Regions from separate parts of the Macaca mulatta genome. Here region 1 is linked to region 2. Evidence: chromatin contacts called from public Hi-C data. All regions are on one chromosome and are shown on one strand. Each heading gives the region's core, a stretch centred on a gene start, on an enhancer-like site or on the middle of the called end of the contact. The rest is flanking DNA. Distances are from core to core; before and after follow the strand shown. Region 1 holds the start of SGPL1 (sphingosine-1-phosphate lyase 1). Region 2 holds the start of PCBD1 (pterin-4 alpha-carbinolamine dehydratase 1).

What was found. Hi-C and Micro-C count contacts between places; a contact is called where the count stands out from the background.
Region 1: a Hi-C map of liver shows a contact between it and region 2, with 4 times the contacts expected there. The contact joins the promoter of SGPL1 here to the promoter of PCBD1 in region 2. A contact is called at or near these places in 8 of 14 Hi-C or Micro-C datasets (CD4 T cells, blood, cortical neurons and 4 more).

The regions. Positions count from the first base shown.
Region 1 is chr9:78,817,274-78,821,268 of T2T-MMU8v2.0, reverse strand. SGPL1 (sphingosine-1-phosphate lyase 1) reads left to right here and starts at 1,758. Exons shown (of 16, transcript XM_077946649.1): 1 at 1,758-1,973; 2 at 2,681-2,750. It overlaps LOC107000172 (a long non-coding RNA gene), which reads left to right. Exons shown (of 3, transcript XR_013398097.1): 3 at 1,424-1,560.
Region 2 is chr9:78,747,600-78,751,578 of T2T-MMU8v2.0, reverse strand. It overlaps PCBD1 (pterin-4 alpha-carbinolamine dehydratase 1), which reads right to left and starts at 1,546. Exons shown (of 4, transcript NM_001266886.1): 1 at 1,519-1,546. The coding sequence starts at 1,521.

The sequences.
Region 1 (3,995 bases), core at 509-3,008, 69 kb before region 2:
AACAAGCATATTTGAGGTTCTCCCTACAAAGCCTGAAGCCTTGACTTCCCATCCAAACTCCCATGCAAACTCCACCCCATCATGGCTGTGTGTCTTTGGGAGGATCATTTCCTTCTTTGGTCTTGGTGTCCTTGTTTACAAGTTGAGGGATGATAAGAGTCACCTGATCTGGGCAAGTCAGGCCATAAATAAGGCTTGTATGTAAAGGTGCCTAGCATAGTTCTTGGCAGAGTAAGGATCTGTTCAATATGATTGAATCGGTTTGTGCATCTGGGAAGAATGAGCAGACTGCATACTGTGTATTAGGGTGTAGGGAGGAATCAGATGTGACCCTGCCCTCTAGTCATCTGGGTATACAGATTCTAGATTAAAGGATGTGGGGGTGGTAACTAACAAGGAGACGGAGACGAGGTGTGCAGTTCCTGGGGGATCTGATGAAGAATTAAAGCAGAAGGGTAGGAGATGGAGAATGGGAAGGCATGCCTGAAACCCTAAAGCAACTCTTGATGAGTAGGCAACGGCAGGAGGCCCCAGAACATTTTCTGACCCTTAAACACTGAGAATGCATGTCTGCTGGGGAACAGTAGTGAGAGGGGTAAGGGCATGGGGGTGTTCATGCCTGAGTCGGGGGCTCTGGATGGTAGAGACGTCTGGGAGTTCTGATGGAATGGGGGTGAGGAGGCCTAAAGATAACCTGTTCATAGTCTTTCAGGGCCTTAACCATTCTGGCGGGGGAATTGGGAAGTGCTGTTGGGGTACGCAGAGGAGGGCAGCTGTGATAGTACATTTCATCCCGAAAGCACTACATGATGATAATGACAGTAGTGATGATGATGCCCTAATTTTAGTGTCATGGCAACATTTTCCAAGGGGATGGAATTGGGTACCCTCATTAGTGTCATTTTTGTCTGAGAGATTTCAAGAGTCTATCTAGGTGTCATTTTAAGATCTATTGGAAAAAAAAGTCTTGAATGCAGGTCACTGGCCAGTTGGTTCCATGTAACTGCACTGCCTTCTGCTTCCGCTAAAGCCATGTTATGACAACGTGGACAAGTCATGGGAAACCTATTTGAGACTTAGTTTTTTCTTTTTCTTTTTGGAGCTGGGAGTCTCACTATGTTGCTCAGGCTGATCTAGAACTGCTGGGCTCAGACAACCCTCTCGCCTCAGCGTTCCAAAGTGCTGGGATTACCGAGGTAAGCCACTGCACCCAGCTGAGACTTAGTTTTTTCATCTGGAAATGAAGGTGACCTTTGTGATCCCAGGGGCCCCTTGCACTTGTGTATAAGGAGATTCCCAGCACTGTTCATGAAAGTAGTGATGGCAGAGTAGCCTCTGGGGCGCGGGGGGTGGGGGGGCGTGGTGGAGGGGAGGATGAGGATGGGATTTCCATTAAATGAGTTTCCATGTTGCTTTTCTTCAGGCACCACTGACCTCGATGGAAAAATGAAGTCCCCGGCCCAGGAAAGAGACCCAACTCTGTGGCTGTTTTGGATTAGTTTGTACAATGCCCTGCAGCCTTACTTTCTCAGGAGGCTCCAAGTGACCAAATGTGACCAGGAAGTTTTTTGTTAAAGGCAGTCTGGAAGAGAAGTTGTGACCGTCGGCATCCCACAGCCGCCCCAGGACGGCCTGGTTGAGACATTCACTGGAGGGCCTGGGTGCAGCCCGCTGCCTGGCCAGTAGGCGGCGCGCACACGCCGTGGGGCCCGGGTCCGGGCGTGCGCGCGGCTGGTGGCAGCGGGGCCGCGCACGCCAGGGTCCGGGAGCCGGGCCGGTGCCCCCGGAGCCATTTCCGGGAGGGGCGAGGCCGGCGGCTGCCGGGCCTCCAATCTCGGCGGCGGCGGCGGCGGCAATAGTGGATTCTGGTTCTCGCGGCCTGCGGGTCTGTCGCGCGCTGAGGGAGACGCGGGAGGTGGAGCCGGCCGGGTGCTCGAGGGAAGGAGACGGGAAGCTGGTTCCGGCGTGAGGAGGTGGAGGGGCCGCCGCGGGCTCCGGGGGGCGGTGAGGGTCGGGACGGAGGCGCAGCGGGGTGAGGAGAGGGCAGGGGCCGGGTGAGCCGGGGGCGCGCAGAGGCGGAGTAGGGGCGGCTGCGGCCGGGGCGGGGGCGGGCTGAAGGCGTGGGCACCTGCAGCCGAGGTCCAAGCGAGTGGACGGCGGGCGGGCGCGGGGCCGCGGTGGGGCGAGTCTGGAGCCCACGCCTGCCGCGGGGTAGGAGTGGGCGTGGGCGGCCAGGATTTGCTGGTCCTCCGACGGGACGGGAAGGCTGTGAGGAGGGAGGGGGGACAACGAGAGCGAGGCCGTGCTGCTTCTAAAGGGAGTGCGAGGAGGCAGGACCCTGGCACCCTCGGCACCTTCAGCCCGGGTTAGGTGGCCTGGGCTGGGCTCCGCACCCCGATCGCGCGCAGACGGGGCGTTTCCCCTAGTTTCCACCTGGGTGGAATGCTTTGTGGGAGTCTGGGTCTGGATTAGTTTCATCAACTGTGGGAGGGAAACCTAGTTGCAGCAGGATTTTGATTCGCTGGTTTGGGGTGCTGGGGGTGGAGTGTGATATCTGGGAGTGAAATCTGAGCCTTCAAAGGAGGGAGAGAACCATAACTTGGCTGCTCTGGCGAATCTAGGCGGGCCGGCGAGACAGTTTAAAGCTCTAGACGTAAACAAACCTGGTTCCCTTTTACAGAGTCTGAAGAAGGGGAGCACGGAGAGGAGGCTGGAAGAGGAAGATGCCTAGTACAGACCTTCTGATGTTGGTGAGCCTTTTGCAGACATCCTCCTGGTTCGAAGGCACTTGTCTCCGTTTTTTTTTTTTTTAGTCCAAAGGATCCCAGTGTGTAGATTTCACCTCTGATGCTTACTTTTGGTAGCTGAGCATTTCTGCCACCTTTTATTTTGTTTTATTTTGTTTTGTTTTGTTTTTTTGGAGACGAATTCCCACTCTGTTGCCCAGGCTGGGGTGCAGTGGCATGATCTCAGCTCACCGCAACACCTGCCTCCTGGGTTCAAGCGATTCTTCTGCCTCAACCTCCCAAGTAGCTGGGATTACAGGCGCACGCCACCACACCGAGCTAATTTTTGTATTTTTAATAGAGACAGGGTTCTCCATGTTGGCCAGGCTGGTCTTGAACTCCTGACCTGTGGTGATCCACCTGCCTTGGCCTCTTGAAGTGCTGGGATTCCAGGCGGGAGCCACCACGCCTGGCCAACCACCTTTTATTTTGGATGAATGATCAGGATGAATAAATAGCTGAATTAAATATATCAATACAGTATATGTAGAACTTAAATTATTGAAGAGTCTTTTTCAAAATTATTGTTTTTTTAATGAGACGGGGTCTTGCTATGTTCTTCAGACTGGAGTGCAGTGGCTATTTACAGGGATAATCATAGCTCACTGTAGCCTGGAACTCCCATTTCAAGTGATCCTCTTGCTTCAGCCTCTGGAATAGCTAGGACTAGAAGTACAAGTCACCTCTCCTGGCTTTCTTTTTCATAATTCTTGCAGTTTTAATCCCTCCCTTCCCATACTACCAGAGCAGTTTTGAAACCTCTATTATTACGTTTTATCAGGGTCTGCCATATATTGGTTTATCTGAGTGTTTGTCTTCCAGATTAGAGTTATGGTTCCTCAGCAGGCAGATAAGCATGTCTTCTTTGTTTAGAGATGTATAAACACCTAGCATGGTGCTCTGAATATAGTAAGTGTTTAACAAATGCTTGTTGGATTGAACCAGTCTGAATTTAAGTTCTTTTGTTGGGCAGAGAGGTATGCCTGCTTTAGAGCTGTTTCCTCTCCTCCTGAGATCTTTCTGTGCTGTTTTACTGAGCAGGGAAGAATAGCGTTGCTAAGTGCGTTTACCAAAATGACATTTTATTTTTGGGACTTTTATGATTCCTTACGGGCTTTTTAGTGTGCGAGTTGTGGGGAGTTTATAGCTTTGAAATGGTGGTATAGATAGTGTCCGGGTTTAGTTTATTTTTTATCTTTTATTTTTTTG
Region 2 (3,979 bases), core at 297-2,796:
AGGCAGCCTGCAGACTGAACACCATGTGTTGATTGGCAGGAAGTTTGAGCCCCGCTTTCACCATTTACCAGCCAGGTGGCTGTACCTCTCTTGGCAGAACCTCTACCTCCACAGATCATCAGGAGGTGCCAATGGGACACTTTAGGAAACTCCACTGCTATAAAGCAAATGTCATCTGCATTACAAAAAAATACCTCCTAAGGCAAGTAGGCTTGTGATGGGCCTGGTAGCATTTGTGGTAGCTGAAGCATCGCAGTGCTTTCCTAAGTCCGTCTTTTTTCCCTCCTGTTTCCCTCCTGAAAACGTGAGCTCTCTCCGGACTGAGGGAGCTTGGCCCCTCTCCTCTCCTCGGCTCTAGATGGCTACAGGGATTGAATGGCAGCAGCGATTTGCATCATCTGCCCAGTAGGGAGGTCTCTACTCCAGAGCTGGCCCTCTCCCCGTGGCTGACTGCCTGGTCCGTGTATCCAGACAACCAGAAGTCAGCCAAAGCATCAGAGCCCACTGTTTACTTCCTTGGCTCTTAAAGGGATGGGTGAGTCCAGGTGAGCTCTTAGGAGGCTTCCCTTTCTCGGTAGAGCCTTCTGGAACCCCCCAAGTCGCAGAGCCTGGGGCTGAACTGACAAATCTTCCAGGTGCCGGCTCTGGAGAGGGGGACGGTGCCCTGTTTGCTTAGTAAATCCCCGCCAGGTCTTGCCTCCTCTGGCGAGGTGTGGGGAGTGGTCGCCGATTTCCCAAGCCTGCATCTCTGGGGGCCTCAGCGCCCCTCACAAACAGCCCCACTCATCCTCCCTCCCCCAAGTCCCTCTCCCATCAAAAGGCCCTCCCAGTCTTGCCTGCTCCGAAGGCCTGTGGGCCAGAAACGGTCTGATGAAGCGCCCGAGCTTACAGCAGAGCAAGGGGCCCGCCCCCGCCCCGGGGGTAGGTGGGGGAAGCTAGCCCGGGAGGAGGGCTGCTCCTGCGCCACCAAGCCCCCGCGGCCGGGCACCGGCCTCAAACCGGCGCGGAGGCTGGCTCTGGAGCCCGGGACCGCACATGGGCTCAGAGCGTGAGTCCCAGGCGGACAGACCCTGTATCCAGAGTGCGAGCGGGAAGGGGCGCGGACGGGTACGCACAGGAGCGCGCAAACTCAGCCTGCCTCTCGCTCCCACCCCAGTATAAAGCCGAATCGGGCCACTAAGGGGACGAGATCTGCGAACTCTCCCACCACGGTCCTCCCCGGCCCTGTAAGGTCGTAGGCCCCGCCCCCAGCAGGGTCCGGGAACAAGCACTGGCCTGGGTCAGGGCAGGCCTGGCCTCCCAACTGGCTGGGACCGGGACCCGCCATGCCCCTCTCAGGGCCTCAGCTTCCCCTCCCCGCCGCCGGCGACAGGGACCCGGGCAGAGACCCCACTCTCGGACCCCGGCGGCTCCGCAGGAGGCTCGAAAAGACCCTCCCCCGCCCCGTCCCGCTCCCACCTCGCCCGCTGCTGCCCCGGCCCCGCTGCCCCGATCGCGGCGGCGCACCCCTGGACTCACCATGGCGCGGGCGGCAGCAGGTGGCCGGCGGAGAGGGCAGGCGGCGGCCGGGCGCGCAGGCGGCCGTCCCGGGGCGGGGCCGCGCTCGGACCGCCCTCCGGTAATGATTAACGTCCCCAGCCAGGGACGCGCTCGGCCTGCTTCCTTCCAGCACTTTCCTCGCTGCTCAGAGCCAATCCTCCGAGCTTGTTTCAGGGAGCTAGGGTGAAGCATGAGGGCTCCAAATGCCCACTTCAGGGTTGGAATCCCAGCCCGCCGCTTACAGCTGGGTGGCCCTGGGCGCCAGAATAACTATTTATTTCTTTATAAAAATCTTTTATTTGGATAGAATTGACATGCAATAAGTTGCACATATTCAACGTGTACAATTTGATGAATTTTAATGTTTCCCTCGTGAGACCGACACTGAGATCAAGATTATGAACATATCAAGTTTCCTTGATGACTAATGATATTGAATATCTTTTCATGTACTTATTTGCTAAGGATAAGTCTTTTTTGGTGAATAGCATGTTTGAATTTCCTGCCCATTAAAAAAGAAATTGGGTTGTTTGTTTTCTTACCGAGTTTTGAGGGTGTTTTTTTCTGGATATAAGGACATGATCAGGCAGTGCTTTTCAAATATTTTCTTTGAATTATCTTACGCTGCCTTTCAAAGAGCAAACGTTCTTAATTTTGATGAAATCCAATTTATCAAATGCTTCTTTGATAGATTTCTATTTTGATGTTGTACGCATAGAAATCTTGGCCTAACACGAGATCACAAAAGTTTTCTCCTATGTTTTAGAGCTTTGGGTTTTACATTTAGTCTGTGATCCACATTGAGTAAATATTTTTGTATGCTTCAAGTTATAGATCCAGATTCACTTTTGCACATGGAGATTCAGTTATTCCTTTCTCCACTGAATTGTCTTCGCACCTTTGTAAAACATCAATTGATTATATATGTGTGGGTTTATTTCTGAGCCCTTTCTTCTGTTCCATTGATCTGTTTGTCCATCATGACAGGACGCTACCTTGTCTTGATTATTATAGCTTTATAATAAGTCTTAGAGTCAGGTTAGAAAAGTCCTCTCACATTTTACATTTTTTCTGTTACCTTTTATTCTTGTACTCCATTTTTATTCCCCCCCGCCCGCCGCCACGGCCCATAGCAGCCTCTCTAATGTGTTAATGTGTATTTTTGTTTGCACACGTTCTTGCAAAATGTGTGGTGTTGTTTCGTCTATATGTATTTTTAAATTTATGTAAATGGTATTATGTAAATATATTACATTTCTCAGTCTGTTTCTTACAAAACAGAGTATTTAGTGGAAAATTAAGATCTACCCATGTCGCTATATGTATATTCAATCTGTAGCTTTTAACTGCGGCCTAGTATTTTGTAATGAGAGTCTGCCGTGGTTTCTTGTTCTATCAGTGATGGATACTTAGGTTCCCTCCAACTTTCTGCTGCTACCACCACCTCCCAAATCCGTGAGTATGTGGGCACACACACACATACACACACAGAGTTAAACAACAATGCTGCTGCAGTGAACATCTCTAATAGCTCCCGGGGCTGTGGGCAGTTTCTTAAGTATATTCATACCCTATGAATCCAGCAATTTCCCGCATGGGTGTGTATCTCAAAATAGTTCCAGATAATGTCCAGAATGGGGACACCAGTCCTCATTCTCGCCCGCACAGTGTGAGGGGGTACTATTTCCATATGCACCTTACACATACATACTCACACTTCCTGTTAGCCAGCTTTTTATTTTTTGTCAGGCTAATAGCTATAAAATGAGAGTTTATTGTGAAGCAGGATTTCTTTTGACCCCTTTGCTGGGGTTGCAGCAGGGAGTGCCCTATGTATTCAGCTTGCAGCCCACATCTGGTTTGCGTTCCAGCCCACAGCTCATGTGGCCACTGCAACTGCATGCTCAGCCCCTGGCATGAGGGAGCATCTGAGCGAGTGATGCAGGGTTTGGCCAGCTGCATCGAGCCATGACACGGGAGCAGGCTCCGTGTGGCGCCCATGGCCGGACCAGGTGTGTCACCCCAAGGAGACTGTGGCAGCACCCAGGCAGGGGTGCCTGAAGCCCCAGAGAGGAGTGTTACAGAGCTAATTAGCTCTTTTTGCTCCACCATCTGCAGCCTGATGGACAGCAGCATGTTAGCAGCTCTGTCAGCCCCTTTCTCCACTCTGGCCTGTGGCTCCAGGACCAGCTTGGCCCTGGTGCTGCTTCTGTTCTGTGGGGCAGCTGCCTCCACCAGTGAGGGCAGACGGCCAGTGTTACAGCGTTTGTGGATGCCGTTTGGTGGGTCCTGAGCTCTTGTCCTGCATCCAAGAAGAAAGAGGTCATGCTGACAATTGAAGGGTAGTGAGGATGGAGAATTTTATTGAGTGATGAAATGGCTCTCAGTGGAGAGGGAACGAGAAGGTCGGGTTGTCTCCCTCAGTGTGGCTGAGTCTAGG